Linked DNA regions of Mus musculus: region 2 is linked to region 1. The links are chromatin contacts, called in public promoter capture Hi-C maps. All regions are on one chromosome and are shown on one strand. Each heading gives the region's core, a stretch centred on a gene start, on an enhancer-like site or on the middle of the called end of the contact. The rest is flanking DNA. Distances are from core to core; before and after follow the strand shown. Region 1 holds the start of Itfg1 (integrin alpha FG-GAP repeat containing 1). Region 2 has its middle 6.3 kb from the start of Gm33687.

The links. Promoter capture Hi-C pulls out the DNA fragments that hold promoters and counts their contacts.
Region 2: a promoter capture Hi-C map of hippocampal neurons shows a contact between it and region 1, with 4 times the contacts expected there. The contact joins the enhancer-like site here to the promoter of Itfg1 in region 1. A contact is called at or near these places in 2 of 39 promoter capture datasets (the 3T3-L1 cell line and hippocampal neurons), 1 of 484 Hi-C or Micro-C datasets (cerebral cortex) and 7 of 115 datasets of contacts at active chromatin or transcription factors (astrocytes, embryonic forebrain, embryonic midbrain and 4 more).

Annotation. Positions count from the first base shown.
Region 1 is chr8:85,838,729-85,844,896 of GRCm38.p6, forward strand. Itfg1 (integrin alpha FG-GAP repeat containing 1) reads right to left here and starts at 2,221. Exons shown (of 18, transcript NM_028007.3): 1 at 1,806-2,221; 2 at 200-272. The coding sequence starts at 2,010. Phkb (phosphorylase kinase beta) reads left to right here and starts at 2,260. Exons shown (of 32, transcript NM_199446.2): 1 at 2,260-2,375; 2 at 4,276-4,384. The coding sequence starts at 4,333.
Region 2 is chr8:86,270,453-86,276,620 of GRCm38.p6, forward strand. No RefSeq gene overlaps it. Among named protein-coding and RNA genes, the nearest start is that of Gm33687, 6.3 kb to the right of the region's middle. Within about 2 kb of position 3,574, at least 63 of the 459 cell types and tissues checked have an H3K27ac peak or open chromatin away from gene starts, as enhancers often do. A contact at or near this core is called in cerebral cortex, forebrain, hippocampal neurons and 1 more, where this site is marked.

The DNA.
Region 1 (6,168 bases), core at 971-3,470:
ATGAGACTTGGATTTAGGTGCCAACTCACCAGGCCTCCCAGGTTTAATTAATTAATTTATTTAGTTTCAAAACACTGTTTTCTACGCAGACCTCAGAACTAGGAATTTTGTGTCACAAACCACAGCTGAACACGACTGATCTCAAATACAACCCACACGACTGCATATTCATATAATAAGAAGAATATTATATACTTACTTCAGGGATACCTTTACCTTGGGTTTAAAATAGGGTGCACTCTGATCTGCCAAGAAGACAATTAAGTCATTTCCTAAAAGAAACAAATAAGTTATTTTAGAAAAAATGGTTTTTGGAAAATCATTCGATCAGTGCTTAAAAACTTCCTGGGTACTGTTTCTATAAGAAAGCTTTTACTCTGACCTAGTCAGACAGCACTGCCAAGAATACTCATACAAATCTAATGGAACATGGAAAAGAAAAGTATGGAAAAGGATACTTGTTCAAGGCAATGTGACGCCATGGGATTCAATTAAGGGCCAGGTGGCATAATTCAAAAGAAGCATCCATATAAAGAGCACACCTTAAACTATACTGTTGTATACTGAGTATGAGACCCAAGTTTGATCTGCAGCAATACAGAAAACACCCCCCCCCCCCCACACACACCCTTATTTATACTGTGCTACTGTTAAGTCTTGTGTTTTCCACATCCAATCAGGTCTCCCTCATAGGCTGTTATCATCATACCAAGGATCCAGGAATTCCTACTAAAACATCTACTCACAAGTTACAAGGATATAAGTCAACACATAAGCAGAAAAAGCAGAGCCCTCCACACTTCCCCCTTTGCTTCCACATGGATGGGTCAATTAATGTTCATTGGGACAGACTTTCAGAAACGCTTAATCAAGCACAGGATATCTTCAATGTCTCTGTATCTAGTTTGGATAGATTAGCTACAGACTTTGAGTATTCTTGCAATGTGGGTAATCATTCAAATAGAGGAAAAACCATCCAGGTCTTATAAGAGGTTCTGGGGTCCTGGAAAGAGCACTCAAAAGACCTTGTCAGGATCCTGCCAGTCAGCTTTGTAGGGGCTTTAAACTTTATTCATGGCCTTGGTCCTTAACCACCAACCGATGCACTTGGTCAGCATCAGACATTTTTTCTTTTAAGGCTTAATGTGGTTAATGAACTTTCAATGGCAAGTTGGATGAAGACTATAGCAGTACTCAAGATGAGGAGGGGCCAGATGTACACTAAGCTAAGGCACCTTATGCTGGAGAAGTCTGAAGTTTGAGAATGTATGACCAAGGAGGCACTGCGTTTATCAGCAGTTAACAACAACAGAGGCTGGTGTGAGTGGTGGAGAATTTGGTGCCTGAGGAAGGCACAGTGCCTTTAAAGATCTTAACACAAGGAAGGGCAGAATTAGTAGGAGGTGAAGGCAGAACATCTCTCACAAGAAACTGTCAGCTTGCATGTTTTCTCATCAAAGGGGGTGGAAGATTGGAAAAAAGACGGGAAAGCAAATGCTTAGACCAGAAACCAAGGTTCTTAGAAATCTGGAAGACCTTTGGCAGGCAGGTGATCATTCGCCATATGAAGGCTAGAGGTTTCTAGATGAAGGGAGGTTGGTGTGTTCTTAAGGGTTGGGCTGATGGTCAAGCCGCGGGGTTACTGAGTTAGGACCGAGGGTTGATAAAAACAGGGGAAAGCTGTCCCTGTGCTGAAGATAAAGGGAGAGCCAGAAGACTGGGAAATGCAAGAGGTAGGGTAACAGGAATCAGGGGGCGTGGGTACACCGGGAGGGGCAGACAGAGGAGGGCCGGCAAGCACTGACTTTCCCGCAGCACGAAGAGGTCCGTCTGTTTGTCGGAGTTGAGGTCACCGAAGGCCGCCAGGGTGCCCCAGGCCTCAGCCCCAAAGAGCTCGGCCGTGACGTTGTGCAGAGCCCGCGCCGGGGCAGGCCCAACGCTCAGCAGCGCGAGCCCCAAGAACAGCGGGGCCAGCACCGCCCTGGCGCTAGGAAGCCGGCCTGCCGCCATGGCGCCTTCGGCCCGGCCGGCCTCCGCCGCGCTTGACGGCAGCCGCAAAGCACCGTGCGACTGACCGGCCGACCGAGAAAAGACTCGGGGTGCGGCCTCACGGGCAGCCCCTCGCTGCACTCTCACGCTGCCCTGGGGCTGTTTCTCCGACGACCAAGACGCCGAGGAGCTAGGGCGGCGTCTGCCCGGGAACTCACTTCCGGCTGTCGTGCCTCCCGACAGTGTCGCGCGAGGGGGCGGGGCCGGGCCGGCCTCGCTGACTGGCAGCTGGGGTGGTGGGCACTGTGCGATGGCGGGGGCTGAGGGACTCATGGCTGAAGTAAGCTGGAAGCTCTTGGAACGAAGAGCCCGGGCCAAGCGCTCAGGTTTGACTGCCTGTGACCACAACCTTCCCCCTCCTGGGTACAGGGGGTGGTGCTCCTCCGCAAGTCCCCTGGAGGGAGGCAGGTGGGATCTGTCCTGGGGATCAACTTGCTTCCTTAAGTTGGCTCCAGAAAGCAATAGGTTTCTCTTGCTGCCCTGCTCTTGTCCATCTTGGTCCCCATTCCCCAATCCCTGCACTTCCCCCATTTAGATAACGTCTGTCTTTCTCCCCCAAGTTATTTCCTCTCCAAAGTTAGTGATAAGCTGACTTCTCCAGAAACTTTGCCGAGTAAGTCAGCTAGTGACAAGTTCTTTGGAACCTGAACGCTCTTGCTCTGCAAAAAGTAGACCTCCATTTTTAGTGAGGTCCTAAAGAGCTGGCGACTACTTTTGTCTCATATGCCCCCTTCACATTCCTCAGTAATTTTTAGCTGCAGCCAGTTCTGTGTGTCAGAAATTGAGGAAGACGGTTTGTGCCACAAGTTAAGTTAGTGTACAGTTATGACTCAGAATGAAATTGGCCCCTTCCCTAGCCAAATGGTCCCACCACCTGTAGCTTCTAGTTGTGGTTCCCAACCACGGAGATTAAAAAGCCAGCAGTCCGAGTGTCCTGAACTGACTTGTTCAAATTGCAAAGTCACACTGGCGTTTTAAAAGTTAGTACTCCTGATTAATAACTTTCCAGAGAGCCAGCAGTGAAACTGCCACTTTTGAAATTGGATACAATCTTGGGGGAAAAAATGTGTCCTTAAACACGAGAGGTGGGGGACAAGAAATGTTCAACCAAGAACCTTTCCCTTGTCAAAGATTGACGAAAGATTGTAGAAAAGTACTGTATTTGTTAAAGTATTGCCAATTTCATTCCATTTGAAATCTTAAAATTTTTGTGTGTTTATTTACTTAGGACTTAGGGTTGTAATGGAACAAACACATGAAAAGTAAGAGAAATTTTTAGAAAGCAGTTGACTCAAGTTCAGAGTCAGTAGAATTATTTGAAACAGTTGTAGGGATATTTGTTGCTTATATTTTCTTTTATTGTGTCATATAGAAATTTTGAGTTGGTTATTAACACTGTTGCTGTGGGAATAGAAAAAGTGCTATTAGGTTGTTCTGGGCAAAGAGAATAACTAGTCTTTTGCCAGGGTCTTTAACCGTCCTCTCAACCCCCAACATGTATTTTTGCAACACAGTTTTGCAACATAGTAATCCTATAGGGTCTATTTTCTCTTCAAGTCTTTATTTTACTCAAATATATGTCACAACAGCAAGTGTTGAAAACCGTATTTTTCTTAATAGGGTAAATTCTGCTTAACTATTGTTGAATGCAGTTTCTTAAACCTAGTCTCAGCCATAGTAGATACTATCCAAATTTACTGTATGTTTACATAAGAGTAAAGTGCAGATAGAAGTGGAAAAAAAAAAAGATAGTAGTTGAGGCAAATCTTAGTAGTTATGTTTGCAGTTTCTACTATTTTTGATTCCGAAAAATACAGACACTAAACCTTGAGCCATATTATTTACTTCCTGCTTATTATAAAGTGTTAACTTGATTCTGTTTACAACTTTTAACTGTGTAAACAGCCTTGTTTGAAACATGAATTGACCTGTTTCTGGGACAGGCTCCTCTTTGGAGTTATAAGCATTGTTACATAGTAGCATTAACAACTTAAAGAACAATAAAGGATACTATTAATTGAATGTGTCTTAGTAAGTGGATATTATGTTTCTGTCTTTTCATGTATGCAAACTTAATTTACCAAATAAAGGAAATCAAATTCTTGAGTCATAAAAGACAAACTAAAATTATATAATGATCTTTAATTGTCTTTTGCACATTGCATCATGCTAATAACTGCTCATACATTAATCTAATGCTGATTGCTTCTAACCTTCACTAAACAGTTTTAAAATTGGTGTAGTTTAGCGTGCAACGCTTATGATAAGAATCAACAGTTTGAAATGGCCAACTCACCTGATGCAGCCTTCTCTTCACCTGCTTTGTTAAGGTCTGGTAAGTGTATAGACCCCAAAAGGGTCAACCGACAATTTTATATTTGTTGTTTTCAAGGTTAATGTTACTATATGGTATTTTTTGTTTCTTTTATGTCCCCTTTGGTGGACCCAACTGTGTGTACCATTTCAGTTCAAGTTAGCTTGTGCCCATTGAGTTTTGAATGTATCTTGTGGTACCCCAGGAAGGCAAAGGGTGGAGGCCTCTCAGGACAATTACAAGCTATTTGACCAAAAGCCGGCATTAGTGCTTAGGAACTGCAACTGTCAAACTGACAAGTCCAGTTAATTTTTAAAATGATTTTTGCCCATTTTTTAGGTATTGTAAATTGAGCTATAGTGTACATGAATGTGCAAATGCCTCTGTAATATGGTATAAATTCCTCTGGGTACATGCCCAGATGGTATGTTTATTTTTAGGTTTTTGACAGTCCTTAAGCCCTATTTTCAAAGTGGTTTTATTAGTTTATACCCCCATTAGCAATTTAGAACAGTTCCCTTTATTCACATTGATGGCACCGTTTTTTTGTCATTCATAATTCCACTCCATTCTAACTGGGTGGAATGGAATCTCAGAGTTGTTTCATTCTATGTTTCCTGATTTCCAAGGTTGTTGATGCCTTTTAAAAGCGTTTCTTAGACATTTGTAATTCTTCTTTTAAGAGCTCTATTCTTGTTTTGGTTCCTTAGCCTATGTTTTATTTTATTTTATTTTTTTGGAGTTTAGTGTTTTTAAGTTTTTATACTTTCTAGTTACTAATTCTCTTTACCCAACTGTTTATTTGGTTGTACAGAAAGCCTTTTAATTTCATGAGATCCTATTGAACCATTGTTGGTATTATTTCCTATGCTGTTCTGAAAACTCTTATCTGTATGTTGAAATGTATTTGGTGTTCTTTTATCTAGCAGTTTTGTGATATTAGGTCTTATATTGAAGTCTTTAAAAGATTTGGAATTTAGTTTTGTGCTGGGTGAGATATAGGAGTCTAGTTTCATTCATCGACGTGGTAATGCCCAGGTTTCCTAACCATCATTTGTTTAAGACACTGTTTTTGTCTAATATATATTTGGCTTTTAGTGAAAAATCAGGTAGCTATGGTTGTGGGGACTTCTAAGGCTTTGATTGCCTCTTCTTTTTCTTGACTTATTGTTCTAGGTAGATTTCCACCACTATATTAAATTTAAGTTTATATGGTATTTAGATAGTAGACATCCTTCACTTGTCCCTTATGGTAGTAGGAGTGCTTTAAGTTTTTCTCTCTTTACTATGATGCTTGATGTAAGTTTGCAGTATATAGCCTTAATTTTGTTGGGATATGCTCTCTCCATCTCTAGCCTTTTCTCATCTTTTATCATGAAGAGATATTAGATTTCCTTGAAAGCCTTTTCTGTGTCAGAGGTCAGAGAGGGCGTTGAATCCCCTGCACATAGAATTACAGATAGTAATGAGCCATCATGTGGATGCTGGGAATTGAACCCAGCTCCTCTGGAAGAATAATCAATGTACTTTAGCTGCTAAACCATGTCACCAGCTCTGTTTGCAAGTATTTTATTGAGAGGTTATTTTGTGAAATAGCTTGAGTAGTATTAGTGTTCTTTGAAAGACTGAACAAATTCTGCAGTGAGTTAATCAGATTCTGTTCCCCCCGCTCTCCACAACCAACCCCCTCTGGAAAATACCTTATTGCTTCAAACTCATTGGTTGTATATGTTTATATTGTTTATTTCAATCTTGGTTTAATTTTGGTGATTCATATGTATATATATATATCTATCTATAGATAT
Region 2 (6,168 bases), core at 2,324-4,823, 430 kb after region 1:
GCCAAGGTAACTCTTATATAAAAAAAAACATATAAATGGGAGATTGCTTACAATTTTAGAAGGTTAGTCCATGATCATCATAGCAGGAAACAGAGAGGCATGGTGCCAGTGTCATAGCTGAGAGCTTACTGTAGGCAACAGATAGAGAGTGAAACACTGGGCCTGGCATGGGCTGTTGAAAGCCCACCCACAGTGAACTAATCCTCCAACAAGGGCACACCTCCTCCAACACACCTCGAATCATTCCTAAATGGCTCTACTAATTAGGGACCAAGCATTCAAATATATGAGCCTAAAGCAGACATTCTTATTTAAACCACCACAAATAGCACCTGTAATGACTGCTGGGTAAACGAAGGACAGGTATGCTGACTGAGACCATCATACCTCAGTCAGTTCTAGGGAGGCCAACTTGTGATATGTTCATCAGTAGGATGACCCTAGGTAGTATCTAGAATTCATCCACTAAAGGTATATTCTGCTCCAAAAAAAGTCCAGCTGTGTTTCAAGCCCGCAGTATCTGCAACTATGTTTCAAGTCCTCAGGATCTGCAACTATGTTTCAAGCCCTCACTGAATGCAACTATGTTTCAAGTCCTCAGTGTCCTCTGGCCTCATTCCTTTTCATGAGGCAAAGTGAAAACCAGTGAGTTTAATTAAAGTTAATTAAATATCATTTCAGGTTGTATATGAGCATGGCAAAATCCCAAGTGGCCAAAGATGGAGAAATACTGGGCCAGTCTTTGACTTCATCTTTGAGAGCAAAAGTGTAATTCTAGGATGGGAGTGGTGGTTCAGTGATATGGAATGCTTACTGCTCTTGCGGACAACCCACATGCTGGCTCACAACCCTGTGTATCACCAGTTCCAGGAGATCTGATGGTTCTTCTGGTCTCTATGTGCTCATACAAGCACATGATATAATATAATATAATATAATATAATATAATATAATATAATATAATATAATATGCATACAATTAAATAAGTACTTTTTAAAGTATAAAGATGTTTAGAGAGTGTTATTTTCTATAATTCCTCACCCCTTTCAGTCTTCACTACTCAGAAGAGTAGGGGAGGTTGAGCAGAAGAAATAAAAATATCCCTAACTATGTCTCCACCTGTCTTCCAAGATGCTGTCTGTGGTTTGTTGCAAGTGAGAGATGATGAGCCGATCCCTCGGAGCACAACAGCGAGTTCCTTTCGCAGCCAAGCTCATCAGCACTTATGGTGATTGTATATTGTGGGTTCTGGAAGCCAGCGATGTGTCTTCTGTGCACCTCTCTCCCAGGGTGTTTGTAAGACACGTGTTTTAAAAGATGGGCCTTTGGTTTGCTTCCCAGCCACAAAGATGTGAACACTTTAAAAACTGCTGTGTATGCCTAAAGCTGACCTCACAGAAGAATAGGGGAGGGTGACAGGCAGGAGTGGGCAATGAGGAGAGAGAGATACAGATGGGGACAGGTGGTAGTGCCATTTTAGATGGCATAGGAAGATTCTTCACTCTACAAAAGGATTGATCACAGCGTTCCCGTTGAATAGAAAGTTCTGTGCATTTTAAGAGGATTTGATTTATAAGAATCTTTTCAGCAACACAGCTGCCGGTTGAAGCAAGCTATTCACACTGACTTGAAATCTATTTCGTGAGCCAGGAGTCCAGGGTGCTGTGGAGTGATAAAATCCTTTTAGTTTCTAATTGACGAGTGATATTGACTAGCACAGTTAGGAGTCCAAGAATTGAGCCCCAGCCAGTATGTTCCTGTAGTAAATATTCCTGGACATACAGAATGCTTGAGTATTGATTCATTTATGTACTTATGGCTGCTGTTCTGAAGGGCTTAGTGCTTTGCAGCTTTAGAGTCAAGATCCCTCCAGAGAACTTGTGTTAGAATGCACCTGGCTGTACAGCATGAACCATCCAAATCCATGGTCTCTAGTGCAGATACTTGGCCCCGCACATCGCTGCAAAGCCCAGACTTCATGCGTCTGTGGATGGGAAGAGCACAGGGTTGAGGGAGCGGCACATATGAGGTTGGAGGCAGCTTTGATTCAGGCTGCTGATAGTTATTTTCCTCCCTTCCATGGTCTCTTCTGTTTGGTTTTCATTATGACTTGTGTCCTGGAGAAATTTCCCAAGAGTTGTAGGGTCCTTAAAGGCTCTCTCTCTCTCTCTCTCCCTGGCAAAAGCAATCATTGCCAATGGCAGGTGTTGACTGAGCATCAGAAAGAGAAGAGGGAAAAATAGGATTTTTTTTTTGAGTCTACTTTGCATATGAGAGAAAACCTGAGGAGAGTGACCTTGAATGAACCCCAAGAATTCGGGCTGGAATGACCTTTAGCTGTGAATAGAACAGGATGCTCACTCCCTGGGTGTAAGCAGCAGGTCATGCAACAGCTCAGATGACACACCCTCCCCATCTGCTCTGAGGTTTGCTTTAACCCAGGGAAGAAACATAAAGCACACCTGCAACTTCCCTGGCCTCTCTTCTGTGGCCCAGGGGATGTAAAATGGCTCTACTATCTGGATCCCAAGAGAGAACAATACAGATAACCATGCCAAAGGTGATGCTCTCCACTCAGAGCAGCTGCCACGGTTACTCTTTTTCTGACTCACGTTAACTCACCTTCACTTTATAGTGAGTGTCTAAGGATCTGAGAATTGCTAAGGGACTCAAGATAAATACAGAATTTGGGGAAGTGGGAGAATTTTCAAGGTCCAGGCATTGACATTCTGCTCCAGTTGCTCACTCTTCCTCCTGCCATCAGCCTTTGGAGCATCTATCGATCAACCCATCGATCCACTGGGAAGTGCACATTTCAAGCAAGTTTCTCCAGCAGCACTCTTAAGCGATCAGTGTTTCTATAACTCATTATGGAACAGGCAACAATTGCCCTGTTGGGTTTATGTAGTTGTGAGCCTCAAGTGAGGTGAGGGGGTGAGACATTAAGTGCAGCACAAATGAATACACTTTCATCCATCTGATAAGTGCTTATTGGGAATGTTAGTGTCAGAAGCAATTTTGCTTGTTTGCTGAGGCTTTGAGAACATTAACTCTCAAGAGCATCATTTTGGGGATGAAGTTGATTTCATTGTACTGGGTTGTCCACAGTCTTAACACATCCCTTTCAAGAGCTCCGTGACCACTATTGATTACAGACATAAGTACAGACACCTGAACTTGTACTTCACTAATGTCCTTCCTTTAACTTCTACGGTCTGTGGTGTTCACAGCACAGATACGCACTTTCTAAGAACACAGTTTTGCTCACTCACACAAGTCCACGTTCATGTAAATGCAGCTGGTATGGTGTACAATAGTGTTTGAAAGGAACCAATTTTTGAAACGATGGTGTGGAATAGGATGAGTTCTCTCTGGTTCTGAGTCTTCAAAAGCCATTTGTACTTTAAGGGCCCATTTGGAGAAGTGGGAAGAAAATCCCACTCTGCCAGCATGACTCAGGGCTGAAGAGCAAAGCAGTTTTAGGACCAAGAGGCAGAAGTAATACTACACTGGGTTAGTGGTATCCATGGCAACGTCAGAGCCTGGTAAAGTTAATAAGCCTGCTTTCAGAACTCAGCTGCTCTCCTTGGTGCGGATGGGGCCTGGCTTGGCTCCTTTTTATGTTTTTATGCCTGTCTTAGCTGATGCTTGTGCTGAATGCACCAATCCCTTCCCATTGCCTAACTGAGCAGGGCTGATGGCAGCCTACTTGGAACGGCTGGCCATGAGGAAGCCTTAGTGTATGTAGCCTTTGAGGGTACCTGTGAGATGCAGAGTTATCAGCTCCATTCTCATCATGCAAAATAAAGACTTCTTTACTTAGCCACAAGGTCAGTTTGCTGGGGAACTTCTCAGCCTTGCCTTCTGTTCTTGCTACTTCAGTCCATGCCTGTTGGTGGCTCTGTATGGCTCAGCCACTCCATGTGAGCAATGAATGTTTAATCCCAGCTCAGTCACTCAACACTTAATTCTTCCTCTTTGTGATGTAGGATATGTGATCACCGTGTGAACCCCAAGATTGTGAACTGGATAAACCTTGTTGTGGTGTGGCTCAGCCCTAGCACATGGCTTTAATCCAAGACCTTTCTGTAAACAAGAACTCAATAAAGTCAACGATAGACCAAGAGGCAGATTAAGCAACCAATTGTCAGGGAGTGAGCATAAGAAAACCCAGGAAAGAGAAGGAGAGTCTCTGAGTTGAAGGGTATAAAGACAGAGTGCAGAAGGAGGAGGGGCTTTTCCTTCTGGGACACCAGTGGAGTGGGAAGGTCAGCTGGGTACTTTCTCTGACTCTGTGAGCTAGCCGGCTTCCACCACAGCATCTGGCTTCTGTGCCTTCACTGATAAATCGAACGTTTGGGATTCTGTTTTTGTTTTTGTTTTTGTTTTGTTTTGTTTTGTTTGTTTTTAATGAGGATTAAGCAGTTTATTTTATATTCAGTCTACAAGACCCGGCATGCGGTAAACCCATGTCTCACTTATAAGAGGCAATGAAATCATAATTAAAAACAATGTGCCTTGTGCCATATGATTTTTTTATTTTCTTTATTTACAGTTCAAATTTTAATCCCCTCTCCTAGTTTCCCCTCTGAAAACCCCCTATCCCATCCCACCTCCCCCTGTTCACCAACCCACCCACTCTCACTTCCCTGTCCTGCCATCCCCCTACACTGGGGAATAGAGCCTTCTCAGGACCAAGGGCCTCTTCTCCCACTGATGTCCAACAAGCCCAACCTCTGCTACATAGGCAGCTGGAGCCATGGGTCCCTCCATGTGTACTTTTGGTTGGTGGTTTACTCCTTGGGAGCCCTGGGGGTACTAGTTGGTTCATATTGTTGTCCCTCCTATGGGGCTGCAAACCCCTTCAGCTCCTTTGGGTCCTTTTCTAGTTCCTCCATTGGGGACCCTGTGCTCAGTCCAATGATTGGCTGCAAGCATCCACCTCTGTATTTGTCAGGCACTGGCAGAGCCTCTCAGGAGAGAGCCATATCAGGCTCCTGTCAGCAAGCACTTGTTGGCATCCACAATAGTGTCTGGGTTTGGTGGGGATTTTGTTTTTTAAGAACAGCATCTGTGCCTCAGTTTCCTCACCTTTAGGAAAGTTAACTAATAAGAGAATCTTGCCTAGTATTTACAATGGTGATTACTTCTTTTTTATTTTATGTTTTTATTATTTTACTCTTTTGCTTTTGAGAGAGTTTCACTCTAACATAGGCTAACTTAGAATCCCATCAACAACCCAGACTGGCTTAGAACTTCCTCAGTAGTCCAGGCTGGCCTCCAATTCCTGCTATTTTTGCCTTTGCTTCCCAAGAGCTGAGGTTACAGGTGGCTGCGTCTATACCAGACCCAGTGTGGGTTTTAATTTTAACTGATCAGAGATGCGTGGGGGCTAGAGAGTAGAGCAGGGCTTGTGGTTCCTGTGGGCTTGGAGCAGAGCAGGGCTGGCGGTTCCTGCTCACAGTGGCTGAGGATGAGTCAGAGAGATGAGAGGCATAAATAGCTCCTGTCTGTCAGCTCTTCCCTGACTCTACCCAGTCCGCAGACCTGTCCACCCCTTTCCTCCACCTCATTCCCAAAGGCACTCCTTTGGCTCATCTGTAAATCCTAACCAAGCCCTGTAAGCAAGTGTATTAATAATAATTCCTCCAGTAAATAGGAATTGAGTGTTCCCTGGGTATTGGAGGAGGAAGTCCTATTGTGAATATGAAATGGAAAATGTTTAGCGTGTTGTTGAGAGTAACTGGGTTTTTCTCGGCTCTTGGGGGGAGGGGGCTTTTAAATCAAGAGTTAGGATGATAGATGCTTGCAGTCACCCAAAACTTCTACCGAGTAAGTGACCTTCCAGTTCTTGTCTGGCAGAGTTGAAGAATGGAATGATTGTACCACGGAGGTGATCTTTAAAAAGAGTATTTTATTATAGAAAGCTTCAGAGACAGAAAGATGCAAAGCTCCTACAGCAAGAGCAGGTCCCTGGGAGTGGGTACCACTGTGGGTTGCAGCCTTCCAGTTAGTAATGCTTCGTATGGATGAGCTGGCCAGCCCAGCTTTGGCTCCAGGTGTCTAAGTGCCTCTTGGTTTCAGTCAGTCCTCATTTATGATTCCAAGGGAAGGGGTCTTCATTTAGAGGAAAGAGATGAGGAAACACCAGAACCTGTTCTTTCTTC